2 separate regions of the Mus musculus genome follow, and region 1 is linked to region 2. Evidence: chromatin contacts called from public promoter capture Hi-C data. All regions are on one chromosome and are shown on one strand. Each heading gives the region's core, a stretch centred on a gene start, on an enhancer-like site or on the middle of the called end of the contact. The rest is flanking DNA. Distances are from core to core; before and after follow the strand shown.

Region 1 (7,740 bases), core at 1,254-3,753, 210 kb after region 2:
ACGCTTTCCCGCGCATCTCAAAGGTGTGACGAATTGTTAGCAGAGCACTGAGCACTGGCTGCAGTTCCCAACACTGAACAAACACAAGCCAGTGCTCTGTAAACAATACTGCTGTCCTCAAACCTAACTCAAATTATCTAGCCTTGACCCTCTACGGGGCTGCAAACCAGTGAGGCTTTCTTCCCTGAAATGTCTTCCCGAAGAGGCTGAGGCCTGGATCCTGAGGTCTAGTGTTGAATGAAGCCATGTGGCCTCAGGCTAACCACAAATAAACATGACTGACGGCAAAACTTTGGTCAGTGAGCAGCACAGGCCCCATACCCCTAGCTCAGCCTCAATGGGAGTTCCTCCCATGCTCCGGATGACATAAGCAGTCATCCCAGCCCAAGATACTGACCACATAGGACACATTTAACTAACTGTTATCTCTCCTGGGATCTGTATCCATAAGGAGAGAGACGTGGGCCAAGTCTCAACAGCAACCTGAAGACAACCAACAGCCCTGCTGCCATCTTGGATCCTACGGTTTCCACCGCCAACTGGAGGCACCAGCAACTATCATCAGCACCACAAATATCATGGTGACCAGCCATGGCCCAGTCTGCTTTCCTTACGTAGGCATCCACAATGACGCTGAGGAGCCATCAAGCTTAGATTTTTCTGCAGGCCTGCTGCTGTCCCCTCTAGATGTGTGTTCCCTGAAAGAAAGCTTTTAGCATCCCTCCCCATAGTTCCTTTAGCCCTGAAGCTGTGCCAGGCCCTGCTGCCCTTAAACTGAACTTATAGAAGGGGAATGGCTGCACGTTTACAAAAGTTACCTGACATCACAGGTGCCCATCATTACATGACTACCAAGAAAGGTGCCAAAGTATACATTTTTAAATTACAAAGCCCAGTTCTTGGGCACTGGCAAACGTTCTTCCCAAAGAGATTTACAACTCCAGGGGAAAAGGATGAGAAAACAAAACTGACAAGAAAGTAAAGAATACTACCTTGACCACACATCCCTGAATAGAGCAGAATTACACGGTAGGGGGAAGAGGCAATAAGTCACTGAGTACATTACATGGGGATTTAATAGCTGTTCCAAAAATTTCAGAACTGTGGCAGAGAACAAAACTTTCCCAGTGGTGGTAGGGGGCATTGGGGAGCCAGGTCAATGAATATGCTTCATCGTTTAAGCTAATTAGTATTTAGTCAGTATGAGATCTACAGAGTGAGTTCCAGGACAGCTAGGGCTACACAGAGAAACCCTGTCTCGAAAAACCAACCAACCAAACAAGACAAAAAAACAAAAACAAAAAAACAGTATGAGAAGTTGCGTCTGCTAAGGCCCTGTGATGCAGTGAGTTGAGAAGACTCGAAGTTTTAGCCAAGATGACCTAGAGACCGGGACCATGAATAGGAAAGTGCTCCCCACACCCTGCACACATGCAGGAAGTAAAACCCAGGGACATTTGGGAGGTTCTGAAACCCCAGGTTTTTTTCTTTGTTTGTTTGGTTTTTCGAGACAGGGTTTCTCTGTGTAGCCCTGACTGTCCTGGAACTCACTCTGTAGACCAGGCTGGCCTCGAACTCAGAAATCCGCCTGCCTCTGCCTCCCAAGTGCTGGGATTAAAGGCGTGCACCACCACCGCCCAGCGAAACCCCAGATTTCAAACGGTTGTTTTCTCTTTCACAGCCATCCTATGCTATTGGTGATCTTAGAGGTCTAGATCTATGTTTTCTACGATGAACAAATATACTTTTAACAATTCGGGATAGACCAGACACAAAGACTGGTTACTGATCTGAAGGATAGCAAGCAACCTGAACATGAAGAAGCGCTTGGGGGTGGTGGTGGTGGTGGTAGTGGTGGTGAGCAGAAGTAAGAGGGGCTTTGAAACAACCGTCCAAATGCAGGAGCGGAAAGTCGCCAGGACGATTTCTGTGCTGGATTCAACACCACCGACAGGCGAGGCTCATTTCACCTCACGACCATCGTAAGCAGCCCAGGTACAGAAGCTGGCCCTCCGTGACTCATATCGAGCTCTAGGACCAGGAATCAAACCCACATCTCGTCGACCCCCCGTGCCAGACAGAGAAAAGGGAGGCACTGGCTCTGAAACTGTCTACTCCGGCTTCCGCTCCCTGGGACGAGCAGATGATCAAACGGCTACGGAGATGAAGGGACCCATCCGACTCTCCGGACGCCGCGGAAGATGCTTAGGACTCGGACTCACCCAAGGGAGTGACCCTAATCTCGGGCATGGTCAGGGAGGTCGCCTCGAACCACGGCTCCACGGCTCGCGTGCACCGCCCGCAGGAGAGCCGCAGGCAGACCCCGCGCGCGCTCACATCAGACGCCCGGCCGCGGCGAGTCCCTCCGCACTGCGCGCAGGCGCAACCGCCGAGACCGCCCCCTTCCTGCCCTCGCGCCGGAAACGCAGGCGGATATGTCGAGTTCTAATTGGATGATCAGCAACCAATTGGGATGGCTGGCGGGGCAGCGGAGGGCGGGGCAGAGGCTGGACTTTGGGTTGCAGCTCCAGGTTTCTGCTCAACCGCAGGCTCCGAGCTTGAGGGGAAAGCATGGGGACGGGGACCCTTACCTGACGTGAACCAGGCGGCAGAGCCACGTCTCTGTACACCACCGGGGCGGACTGGCAAAGAATCGTCTCCCACAGCAGCCTAATTGTAGCTTTGATCAACCCTCCCCATCGCTGGCCTCTGCTGCACCCTTTGCCCTCCGCGGGAGTAGAGACCACCACTCCCCCACCATCGGAACCCATCTCAGGTGAGATTTGTAGACTTCTCTGCACCACCCTGGCTTGCTGCTACGCCTAGGTGTATGCTGGGTGCCAGCTTGTGGGCCTTTGCCCGGCTGTCCATCCTGTTTAGCTTGATCATCAGAGGGAGCTGGATCACCTTCCGGGAGCTGGCGAGCTGCTCTCCCTTCCTGTTCTTTCCGGGTTTACCGCGGACAGTTCTAAGAGGCTACTTGGCTCAGGCTCTGGGCAGGAAGGCCTGGCCGCAGGATTGTTAGGTGGCCAAAAAAGAACTGGGGTGAGGGGGGCGGCATAGAGACTATTGACCCACGGGACAGCAAACAGGCCGAGGGTGTATCGCAAGATTCTGGGCGTCGCCAACTTTGAGGCCCAGGCGGGGCTGTCCCTGACACCTAAACACAAGGTGAGCCCATCTCCTAAGTCTGGAACTTGCGACAGGCATCCAGTCCAACCCATGAGGCCCTGTCACCATTTACATGGACCGGGGAGACATGTAGACCACACTCCCAGAGCTGAAGGACTGAGACCTAGGACTGTGTGAAGGAAAGAAAAAACTTGCACACAGATACGTTGCACACTGGATAGGGGTGGGTTTTTGAAGGCCTGATGGTACAGAGGTTAAGGCAGGAATCCACAAGAATCTCCAGGACTGGTGGTAAGTGTTGGACATAAGTGTAATGCAGCCACATCCCACAGAGTTGGTCCTGGACATCAAGGCAAGGCTGTTAAGATAGCAGGAAAGGTAGGGACTGGGTGCTTAGAGTGACCCATCCAACATGTGAACACAAAAGGAGCCTAGTGGCACAAACTTGTAGTTCTAGCTACTCGGGAAGCAGAAAGATTGAAAGTAAAAGGCCTAGTTTGACATGGTGGCACACACCTTTAACCCCAGCACTTTAATCCCAGACAGGCAGATCTGAGTTCAAGATCAGCCTGATTTACAGAGTAAGCTCCAGGACAGCCAGGGTTACACAGAGAAATCTTGTCTTGAAAAAACAAATTAAAAAAGAAAGTTAAAGGCCTGCCTAGGCTATTACCTGTCCAGCATACAAGAGGCCCTTAGGTTCAGTTCCCACAACTGTAAATAAATAAATAAGCAAGTAAGTGTGGAGACTTAAGTTTGTGGAGTGACTGTAAAAATGCTTACAGAATACAGAGCCCAGCCTTACCTTAAGGCCTTTATCCTAGACCAATTCCAGAATGTTCTCTAGAGCTAGTGGGAGAACTTGTAGCAATCCTTTGTATGTGGTATGACCTTTGGTCCAGCTACCCTGGTTTTTGGGGACACATACCATTTCAACAACAGGAGTATCCATCTGTCTGTCTAGCAGATGCCAACCCACAGCCTCTGCTTTAATTTTGGGGGATACACCCCGGATAAAGGAAGGGAAAGCCTCACACCCTCTCCTTGTGTGAGGACCACTTATTTTATTTAAAGTCCCTGTTTTTGTTTTAGTGCAACTTCCCATCAGAATGCTGGCCTAATCCAGTGAGGTCCGGGTGTGGCCAGGATCCAGGGCTGTGCCCACCTTTTAGGGACATTCCCCTAAATTCCCCTAATGCACGAAACATGCTCTAAGGAAGAGAAAAAACGAAACTGTAAGAAGCAACAGCAGATGCCATCAGTGCAGCTGTGAAGTCTCAGGTCAGGAACAGATTAGCCTGAAGGACAAGGAGCAGCCATGGCAAGATCTGTGGGTACAGGACTAAAGGGCACAGCAGGGTCAAAGTGGCTTGTGGAAAAGCTTGTGGTTTCTGGTGAAAGCACTCAGGTGAAGGGATAGAACTTCACCGTGATTCTCAGGAGACAGTTTTAGCACTGCACTATTTCTTTCAGATCTTCTGCCCAATCTCTTCCTGAGAAAATGAACCACAGAATGAGATAATCCACCATGACGACTACACGTTCTGTGTGAAACTGTTTCAGCTTGTGTTGGAAGATGGATGACTCAGAGAAAGATTTCAACCTTAAAGTCGTCCTGGTCAGCTTCAAGCAGTGTCTCACTGACAAGGGAGAGGTGCTGCTGGACCACTATATTGCCGGCTGGAAGGGACTTGTCAGGTGCGTCTACTGGGGCTGCTGAAGGTAGCAGCTTTGCCAGCCAGAGTCCACATGGGACCTCTGCATCCCGCATGGCATAGGAGGATGGGAGCAGCTAGCAGACTATCTGGCTTTCCTGCCTTTGCCACCAGACAGACACGTGCTCCAGCAGGCTCAAGGCATCTTCCCTGTACTACAGGATTGCTGCCAGTATGAGTAGAGCTTCAAATTTATGCTTCCTTTCGCAGGTTTCTAAACAGCCTGGGGGCCGTCTTCTCATTCATTTCCAAGGATGTGGTCGCAAAGCTGCAGATCATGGAGCGTCTGAGAAGCAGCCCACAGTCTGAACACTACGCTAGCTTGCAGTCCATGGTAGCCTACGAGGTGAGCAACAAGCTGGTGGACATGGATCACCGTTCCCATCCCCGACACCCTCACTCAGGCTGCCGGACTGTGCTGCGCCTACATCGTGCTCTGCACTGGCTACAGCTGTTCCTGGACGGCCTGCGCACCAGCTCTGAGGATGCTCGTACCTCCACACTCTGCAGTGAGGCCTACAATGCCACGCTGGCTAACTATCACTCCTGGATAGTACGTCAAGCTGTCACTGTGGCCTTCTGTGCCTTACCCTCACGCAAGGTCTTCCTCGAGGCCATGAATATGGAGTCCACTGAGCAAGCAGTGGAGATGCTGGGGGAGGCCCTGCCCTTCATTGAGCATGTGTATGACATCTCCCAGAAGCTCTATGCTGAGCATTCCCTGCTAGACCTGCCCTAGGCGTGGACTTACCCTGCTCAGAACTGGGTTTAGGCAACCTGGGACTACTCCCACAGCAGTGCTTTCTGGATACTACTATCACCCCTGAAAGCTGAGCTTGTTGAGAGCCACAGTCTGTGATAGGAAAGGTGTTAGGCAGCTGAACCAAGAAAGGTGGGTGCTGGCCGTCCTCTCAGTCCGGGATGAGACAATGGAACTCCAGTTTTGCCCTCCACTTCAGCTTATGTGTGTGTTCAGGCAGTCTTGATGGAAGTGCAGATGGCAAATGGAGAAGATGGGGGCTGGGGGTGTCATGGACCTGCAACAACCCAAGGTTGCTCTACCTCCTGTGTACAATCTGAAATGGTGTAAGGACGCGGGACCCTGGAGCTGTCTTCCTCGCAGCCAGCATGCCCAGCCACTGTGTGTCCTCCTGAGTTCATCTTGAGCCTTAGACACAGCACTGGTGCCAGGCAAACAGTCCTGGGCCTACATGCTTGGGGCCTCTTCATATTCCAAAAGCTGTCTTTGGGTAAGATGAAGTTCCTCTGGCAGTGGCATGAGTGCTGAAGGCTCTTTCCCTGCCCTTCACCTGCTTTCTTGATAGTCTCTCTGCATACCAAACAGGCCCTTGTCTCCTGGGAAATGGAAACTATGAAATCAATAGCTGAGGCTTCTCTAGGAAAGCCTGCCCTGGTCAGTACAACCTGTTTCACAGCTTCTATAGAATAGTTACATCAGCCTTCTGAAGATGGCCTCTTAGAGCACATGCACCCCCAAGATTCTAAGATGTCAATACTAACTGACCAAACCATACCTCTCTAGCCAGCCCTGCTGCTCCTGTTGTCTGGTACCCAGGTGACTGAGGACATGACTGGTGGAAGGAAACTAGGCCCCTTTGTCTGTCAGATGGCCATACCCAGCATGGCTGATGCCCAGTGTATAAGACCCTACGCTTTTCCACTGGTCTTAATGTTAAACCCTAGGACAGTGTCCTCAGCATAGCTGGTGTGTGTGAATGCAAACTTTGGGGCATATCTCTTCCATTAAGCACTGTGATATATGTAGTATTTCCAACAAATAAATTATACCTACATGATTGGGTATAGCATTCTGGGATGGGTCACAGGTGTGTCAGGTGCCTAATTATGTGGGGGAAGAACATAGAAATATATAGGTGGGGAGGGAGCTAACCCTAGGAATAAGGCTAAAGCATGTGTCTCCAGTCCTGAAGACTCAAAGGGCAACGTGAATCATGAGACATGTTCAGGACTGAAGGAGTTGCCATGTATCTGTCCTTGATGTATCTTAATCATACATACACTATGAGATCTGTGTTACCTCCATTTTGCAGGTGAGAAAAGAAACACCTGAATGGCCTACCTTAAAGGGCTAAGTGGGAAAATAGGTCTGAAGATAACCCAGGCACTGTGTGACAAAGCGGGAAGAAAACTAGAGATGCTTTCTTCATGGCAACAACCTAGAGGGTACAACCTAGTGGTTTCTTCTTGGTACTCCACTGTATACACCCCATCTGCTTGGGCTGTACATTGTCTGACCATGCTTATAACAAAAGTCACATACTACTAGCCAAGACTGAGAACTTAGAGCGACTGGCCAGAAAGTAAAGATACAACAGTTGATATGTGTGCCACACACAGATCCATGTGTACATGTCTATTAATTATGTGAACGTGCTTTGTGGACATCCTCACAAAGCAGCAGGGAAATGCAAAGGTCATTTCCATAACACCTGCTGGACACCATATGACATTGAGATTACCGGGGTGCCCATTCCAACAAGAGTTAATAGCTCCCCCTATGTTTGGGTGCCAGAAACCTGATTTGTTAGCAATAGCTCCCTCACATCCAGATTAAGAGGGGGATGGCTTAGCTAGGGTTACTATGATGAAACTATGACCAAAGCAACTTGTGGGTAAAAGGGTGTATTTGGCTTACACTTCCATATCACTTCATCAAAGTGAGGACAGGAACTCAAATAGAGTAGGAATTTGGTGACAAGAGCTGATGTAGAGGCAATGCAGTGGTGCCACTTAGTGGCGCGCTCAGTCTGCTCCCTTTCTTAATAGAATGCAAGACCACCAGCCCATGGGTGGCACCACAATGGGACCGGGCCCTTCCCCATCGGTCACTAAGAAAATGCCCTACAGCCAG
Region 2 (7,313 bases), core at 3,843-6,342:
AATGAAATGGGCCCAACACAAAAAATGTCAAACCTTATGATCTATAGGCATGCTGTCTCTGGAGCAATATTCAGTGTGGGGGGTGCTCTTATGCAGTAATGATTGCATAAGAGGTGAGTATGCTTAATGCTGTCTTAAAATATCTGTTTTAAAATAGTTTAAATTGTACATTTTGTTATTCTTTACCATGATTTAAAAAAAAAATCAACATTATTAAGGAAGCCAAACATACTGTTGGGAATGATAGCAGGCACCTTTAATCCCCGCCTTCTGGAGTCAGAGACACGCTCTGTATGTTTAAGACCCAACCTGGTTTACATAGGGAACTCCAGGCCAGCCAAGCCTCTGTAGCGAGACTCTCCCTCTCTTCCTCTTTCCCTCCCGTCCCCCTCCCCCTACTCTCTCTCTCAGAGGAGGAAGAAGAGAAAAGAAGAAGCAGTTTCATAGTATGTGATTCCATTTACATAAAATGTCGAGGACAGGTAAATCTATAGAAATAGAAAGCAGATGGGAGCTAGACCAAGGAAGTACAAAGTCTCCAGGAAGTACAAACACAATAACATTCTAATGACAGGTGAAATGGTGTTTCCCAGGCTGGTAAACATCAAGGCACACACTTTTAAATGGTTAGTTTAGAGTAAATTTCACCTCTTCTTTTTAAAAATTCATTTCTTTTTTTGAGTCAGGCTGTATCCCAGGCTGGTGTTAGATTTTTTAATTCTTGGCTTCAGCCTTTCAAATGCAGGGATTACAGGCTTGTGCCACCACATCCAACTTTTCTTTCTTTCTTTCTTTCTTTCTTTCTTTCTTTCTTTCTTTCTTTCTTTCTTTCTTTTTCTTCTTCTCCTCCTCCTCCTCCTCCTGCTCCCTTCTCCCTCCCTTCTCCCTTTCTCCCTTCTCCCTTCTTCTCCCTTCTTCTTCTCTCTTCTTTTCCCTTCTTCTTTTCCCTTCTCCCTTCTTCTCCCTTCTCCCTTTCCTCCTCCTCCTCCTCCTCCTCCTCCTCCTCCTCCTCCTCCTCCTCCTCTTCCTTCTTTTTTGGTTTTTCAAAATGGGTTTCTCAAGCCGGGCATGGTGGCACACACCTTTAATCCCAGCACTCGGGAGGCAGAGGCAGGCAGATTTCTGAGTTTGAGGCCAGCCTGGTCTACAAAGTGAGTTCCAGGACAGCCAGGACTATACAGAGAAACTTTGTCTCGAAAAAAACAAAAACAAAAGAAAGATAGGGTTGGAACTCACTCTGTAGACCAGGGTAGCTTCAAACTCAGAGAATGACCTGTCTTTGCCTCTCTAGTTCTGGGCTTAAAGATGTGCACCACCATCTCCTGACTTACCTCAATTTTTAATAGAAAAAAAACACAACATCAACAAAATTAGATAGTATTTTCAACATCAGCAATAACTAATTAGAAAAAAATAGAATTCATGGTAGTATCTAGTAATTAACTTATGTTAGTGCATACCACACCTATCCAAATCTTTAAAATTCAAGGAACTTGAGCCTATTTAGATGTCTCCAGTCTCTGGGAAGATCAAACACTATTAGAACCCAGCTCCTAGATCTCCTAGACACCTACAAAACCTATTCCAAGCCTCATCTGAAAAAAATTCAGGAACTAGATAAACTTACCCTAATAATGATGAAATAAAAAGATGTGAATAAATCCAGTCATGGTGGCACACACCTTTATTACAGCACCCAGGAGGCAGAGGTAAGCTGATCTCTTGGAGTTCCAGGCCAGCCTGGTCTATATAGTGAGAATCAGGACAATCAGAGTCACATAGAGAAACCCTGTCTCAAAAAAACAACCAACCAAACAAAAAAAACCCACCACCACCAACAACAACAAAAATAAATAAATAAATAAATAAATAAATAAATAATCCTTAAGTATAAATAAATAATCCTTAAGATTAGAGAAAGAACAGAGAGAGTTAGCTCCTTCAGATGCTAAGGGCCTATGAAAAAGCAATTGCTATATTTGTATTTAGCGCAGGAACAAATGATGTATAGGCAGAGGCCTCCAACAACATACACTAACAGAAGTCCACAAGCCAAGGTGATGAGTTTATCAGGTGTGTAAAACAAGTATGTGATGGGGAAGAAAATGGAATTCAGTTTTCCTCAGCAAGCTACCCACCTCTGGGATCTGAGATGGGCTGGAGAAAGGTACCAGGCCTTGACTTCTCATCTATAAGCCATATTAAAATATGATTAGGAGCTGACGAGATGAATCAGTGGGTAACATCAACACACACACACACATGATTGACAAATAACTTGTAATAAAAATAATTTAAATATTATTGGGGTTGGACGAATGGGAGTTCTACAATACCATAGTGGGAAAACTAGCACGAGGCTGTGAGTGTCATTTTCATAAAAGGGTGCCCTGAACTCAGGCCCAGAATCAGTAGTCAGAGACACGCAAATAAAAGGCTGAGAAGGGCTCAAATCACCTATCAGTTGGCAAGGCTAAGCGCTGGAGCTTGTGTGACAGGGATCCTAAGCGAGTAGACAGGGAAGTCTGAAAGAGACCCAGGATAACAGTGAGTTCCCCTGCAGAACCTTGCACCGAACACTGTCCCAGCACATGAGTTGGTAACAACGCAGAGGTCATATGGATGCATCTTATACTCGATGCTAAGGGAAACAGGGTTAGTGTTCATAATAAAAATGATCTTTGTTGAACACTCCATAGGAAATAGGGCACAGAAGTACAAGGGCAAGCCAGCAAACCCCTCCTAAGGTAAAACAAAGTCTTTGTCTGAGGACTGTTTGTCCTCTGTAGCCTGGTGGGTCTACACTTGTCTTCTGCGGACCCTACTCACGGCCTACCTTCCCATCAAGTGGCCACAGGGCCCATGGCTGCCACACTCTGTCTCCTCCTTGTCCAGCTCCAAAGTCCTGAGGTCATCATCACTTTTGACTCCCACCAGGGCAGAGCAAAAAGGTCTGAGACTAATAGATGGCTCAGGGCCTTGGTGGGTGACGGAGGCGTGACCTGAAGGCAGGGAACAAGCCTGAGTATTGAAGAAGATGGGACCTACCCTTCTGCAGTAGCCGTGTGAGTGCCCACCACTGAGAATGCGTGTAGTGGTTGTGAAAGCCAGCTAAAGGGTACAAAGCGGTTCTTGACAGGGCAATTTCTGTAATACAAAGTTCTTTAAAAATCATAGGACATTTCACTGCGATAGGGGCCAGATGGGGTGAGTGACCACAGAACAAGTAGTCCATGCAGAAATGTGTGGAGGAGGGTGGTTCTATTCCTATCAGGAAACACAAACCTCCCCTGGAAAAGGGAGTTGCCCCTACCCCCACAATGTTCTGTTTCTCTCCAGGGAGGGCTGTTTGTTGTCCTTGAATTGTAAGTGTCCAGGGCTCAGCATCCAGGACTAGATACCAGCAGGGTCTGTAAGCCCCCAGGACTGCTTTTTTCTGACTTTTTTTTTGTTGTTTGTGTTCCTGTAACTTCAAGTCAGGCTTTCCTCATTATTACCAAGTCTTCACTTTTCAATGAAAGCCCCTTGGCATTCCTGTGCCGATGAACATTATACACAAACCCTGTTTTTTCTCAGAGCAGAAGTTAAAAATTATTCAACACAAAATTCCTGGGCTGTGGAGCAGCGGCAGTTGTACCAGGCAAAGGTTTTCACCACATTCCGTCCAGGCAGGCCGTGATAAGAGAGCCCTGCTAGTCCACAAGGCACCTGAGGCCCCAGGGACCAGGTAGGACTGAGACTCGACCAGAGTCTGTGGGGGAACTGAAACAATTATCTGTGGACTTGCAGTTACTTTGGTTACTCTCTGATTTTGAGTAGCCCCAAGGCACTGCCCTGAAGGCTTTTCTTCCTGGGCCTGTATGTACGATGTCAGTGTCTTGGAAGGGTGTTTTCTGGGATATGTCAGGCCGGACACTCAGACACAATCGTGGGCTTAAGTCTACGTGAGAGGAGGCTCTTTCTGCAAGGGCGGTAAAAGGTCTTCCAGAAAGCCACTGCCACTTTAAGTTGGGATGAGGATCACACTGTGATCTTGGATTATTTGGAAATAGCCATGGCCTGAGAAAGTTTTATAGAAAAACATGGGAGAAATTAGGGGTATTGAGCCACAGTGATGTTTTATAGATGTCTTAAGCTTCCTGTGGGAAAAGATGGCTGTGAAGATCCTAACCTGGTCCAACTGCGTCCAGCCTGTCTGGTACCTGGGGAGCGCTCATGATCCATTCCATTAATGGAGCCACACGTATACGTCACACGTATACTTAACTTCCCCCTTACCTGGAGGATCTGGAGTAAGCTAGGGTAAGGCTGGGTGTCCCAGGTTTGCTCTGTTAAAGCTGAAATTCAGGCTGCTGGAGACCCAGACGTCCAGGTATTACAAGCGTGGGCCTGTCCTTGGCCTCACATGCAAGGCTTCTGGGCACTGTGCCAGGTAGGAGGCATACAGAGGCCATTTAACATGGGTAGAGGAAATTGGACCTCATGAGGCCACACCATAATGGGAAACCCTAGCCAGTTTCAACCATCAAGGCAAGGTGAAATGTAAAATGTGAAATGTCTATTGTCAAAGAGTGGGAAAGGTGATTTAGAGATACATTCTCAGGAATAAAAACAGCTACTTAAGCAGACTTTAGTTGAAGGTTATCACATTATTTTATCACTCTCAGGTCTCACAGAGAGAACCCCAGTATAACTTTAACTTTCATTCTCTAGTAGCGTTATATGTGAATGTAGTTAGAGACAAATGTTCTATAAGACTTAGAGAAGCATTTTCTCAGTCACACCCTACTTTCAGCTTGCCCCAACTCTAGTGGGATTCATTGTCACTTGCCCTGACAGGACTAAGCTGCTACTCACTGACCTCACCAAGGGGGGAGCATGTTTATCTTTCTCTCGCCTCTTGTCTTGGCACTGAATCCTTGAGTTTTCTCTTCCTCTTTTTCTCTTTCTTTCCTGTAGTTATGCTAGGAGTTCAGTTAAACTGTTTTGCGACAACAAGATCTGCATTTGAGAGGCCTATGGCTTCTGATACATGTTCTAACTTGAACTCTTGTGCTTTTCCAAAGGGTTAATAATTGCCTTTCTCTTCTTGCTTGCTTAGTTTTCTCTGATCAAATTACTAACTCATCTGTACTGGGCCTTTCTGGGAAAGGCTCTCAGCCTGAGCCTTTTGTGCGGGGGTGGGGTTGGCATCTTGAGGTGGCCGCTGGTTTTCACCCTGAAGAATCCTCCACCTCCTTCATCAGATTCTCTGGATCTGGAGCTCATAGTTCCTGGGTTGCTCTTTGCCAAAGTAGATGGTCCTCCTGTAGCCACTTAAAAGGAGGTTATAGTAAACATATGGCTTTGAGACTTTTATTCCATGATACTATTATGATGGTAGTTCAGCTGGGTCATTTTGTGGCTGTACACATCTTCCAAGTGTTCTCCAGGGCCTCTGTAGACATAGGTAAGACTGTTTTAATCCCTGGTTTTGGTATGAAACTTGACTTTTGCTTTTTCTCTGACGTTTTGGGGGCTTTCTTTTGTCTGTATGGCTCTGGCATTCCACAAATATGAAGCTTCACATAGGTTTACTCTCTCTCCCTTTCTGCTGAGCTGCCAGTGGCTCTTCCAATTTGGAATTTCCTATTCTTCTGTTTCAGGGGTTGCATTTCCTTTGTTGTGATTTGTTTTTACTTTTTAAACATTTGTTTATTTTTGAGTGCATTTGTGTGGGTGTGCATACGGAGATCAAAGGACACCACAGGAGTATGTCCTTTCCTTTTATCATGTGTGTCCCAGAGTTGATTTCAGATTGTCAGTCTTGATGCCAAATGGCTTTATCCGCTAAGCCATCTCTCCAGCTTTGCTGTTGTGGGGGGTTGGGGGTGGGGTCTCATATGGCCCAGGCTGGCATTGAATTATAGAAATCTAAGACTATTTTTTTTTTCGAGACAGGGTTTCTCTGTATAGCCCTGGCTGTCCTGGAACTCACTTTGTAGACCAGGCTGGCCTCAAACTCAGAAATCCGCCTGCCTCTGCCTCCCGAGTGCTGGGATTAAAGGCATGTGCCACCACACCCGGCCTGCCACATCTAATCTTGTATTTTAACATTTTACTTCCTCTCTCATATTATAAAGCTCTGGCCTTGAACCCAGTTGCACAAGGTAGTCTGGCTGCTTCTGGGGGTGGGGCTAAACCTTCTTTCCAAGGATAGCAAGAGCTCTGGGAACACATAGACACACACCCAAACACACACTTCAATCTATTAAAGTTAGTACCTGAGTTCCTATCTGGCCTGGATATGGCAGTTCCTTGGAGTTTGTCCCTGTGGGTGGGGAAAAGTGTATCCCTGAAGGTAGACTCTTGTTATTGTTTTATGTGTAGCCCTGGATGGCCTGTAACTCACAATGTAGACAAGGTTGGTTTGGAACTCACAGAAATCGACCTGTCTCTGCAATGCTAGGGTTAAAGGTGTGAGCTACTATGCCCCAAATTGCCTTTCTTGAAAAAAATGTTTGATTAACTTGTGTTCCTTACTGAGTGCTTGACACTAGTGTCAGGGAAACTGATTTTTTTCCCCCCCAAGAATCAGTGTAAAACTATAATGTGTGAAATGCCAGAGCCTCTTGCCCACCTGGCCTGCTGTCCATGGTCTCAAATTATTTATCTCCTCAAGCTCCAATCCCAGTGAGTAAATCAGAACAAACCTTGACACTGAGTTCCTTCAAACTACTCTTTGCTGTCCTGTGAGGACAATGAATTTGTTTCCCAATCACCAGAAGTTCCCAGTCACCTTAAAGGGCATAATGATATATAGTCCTTTAGCAGGTGCAGTGGCTTCTGGGAGTCCTTTGTGTGCTGGTATAGCTTTATAGTCCTCACAAACCCTCAGTATAGCTACGTAACACAGGAACTAGAGCTCCATACAGGGTCCTGGTGGAAATTAATTTCTCACGGTCAAAAGCCATGTAGCAGAGATACAGGAAGGACCCCAGAGCTCCCCACAGGTGCCTAGAACCAGAGAGCACCTGGAGGAAAGGAGACATCCAAAGAGGCCCAAGTCAGGGTTCACAACAGGCGTCCAGGTTTGTCCTGACAGAGCCACCTCTAAGAAGGATTGTTAGAGGTAGATGGTGAAGGAAGGCAACGTAGAGAGGACATTTGGTGGGAAGTGGAGGGGGGGGTCTTCTAAGACTTGGGAAAGCAGGATGGAGAGTGGAAATCTACTTTACCACTCCATGGCTGGTGATGACTGTAGGTGGAACCTTTACTGGAGAACTCCTAGCTGATCAGTGTGGCAGAGGCCTGCTCTCTGAAGGAGTCCCTGA

Evidence for each region. Promoter capture Hi-C pulls out the DNA fragments that hold promoters and counts their contacts.
Region 1: a contact with region 2 is called in a promoter capture Hi-C map of the HPC-7 cell line. The contact joins the promoter of Cptp here to the enhancer-like site in region 2. A contact is called at or near these places in 4 of 39 promoter capture datasets (the HPC-7 cell line, cranial neural crest, liver and 1 more), 3 of 484 Hi-C or Micro-C datasets (the AML12 cell line, liver and nephron progenitors), 5 of 115 datasets of contacts at active chromatin or transcription factors (craniofacial prominence and embryonic stem cells) and 1 of 9 other capture datasets (liver).

The regions. Positions count from the first base shown.
Region 1 is chr4:155,864,203-155,871,942 of GRCm38.p6, reverse strand. Cptp (ceramide-1-phosphate transfer protein) reads left to right here and starts at 2,503. Exons shown (of 3, transcript NM_024472.4): 1 at 2,503-2,776; 2 at 4,606-4,830; 3 at 5,058-7,220. The coding sequence starts at 4,709. The coding sequence ends at 5,586. Ints11 (integrator complex subunit 11) reads right to left here and starts at 2,376. Exons shown (of 17, transcript NM_028020.3): 1 at 2,223-2,376. The coding sequence starts at 2,250.
Region 2 is chr4:156,080,655-156,087,967 of GRCm38.p6, reverse strand. No RefSeq gene overlaps it. Among named protein-coding and RNA genes, the nearest start is that of Gm52714, 20 kb to the right of the region's middle. Within about 2 kb of position 5,092, at least 34 of the 459 cell types and tissues checked have an H3K27ac peak or open chromatin away from gene starts, as enhancers often do. A contact at or near this core is called in the HPC-7 cell line and nephron progenitors, where this site is marked.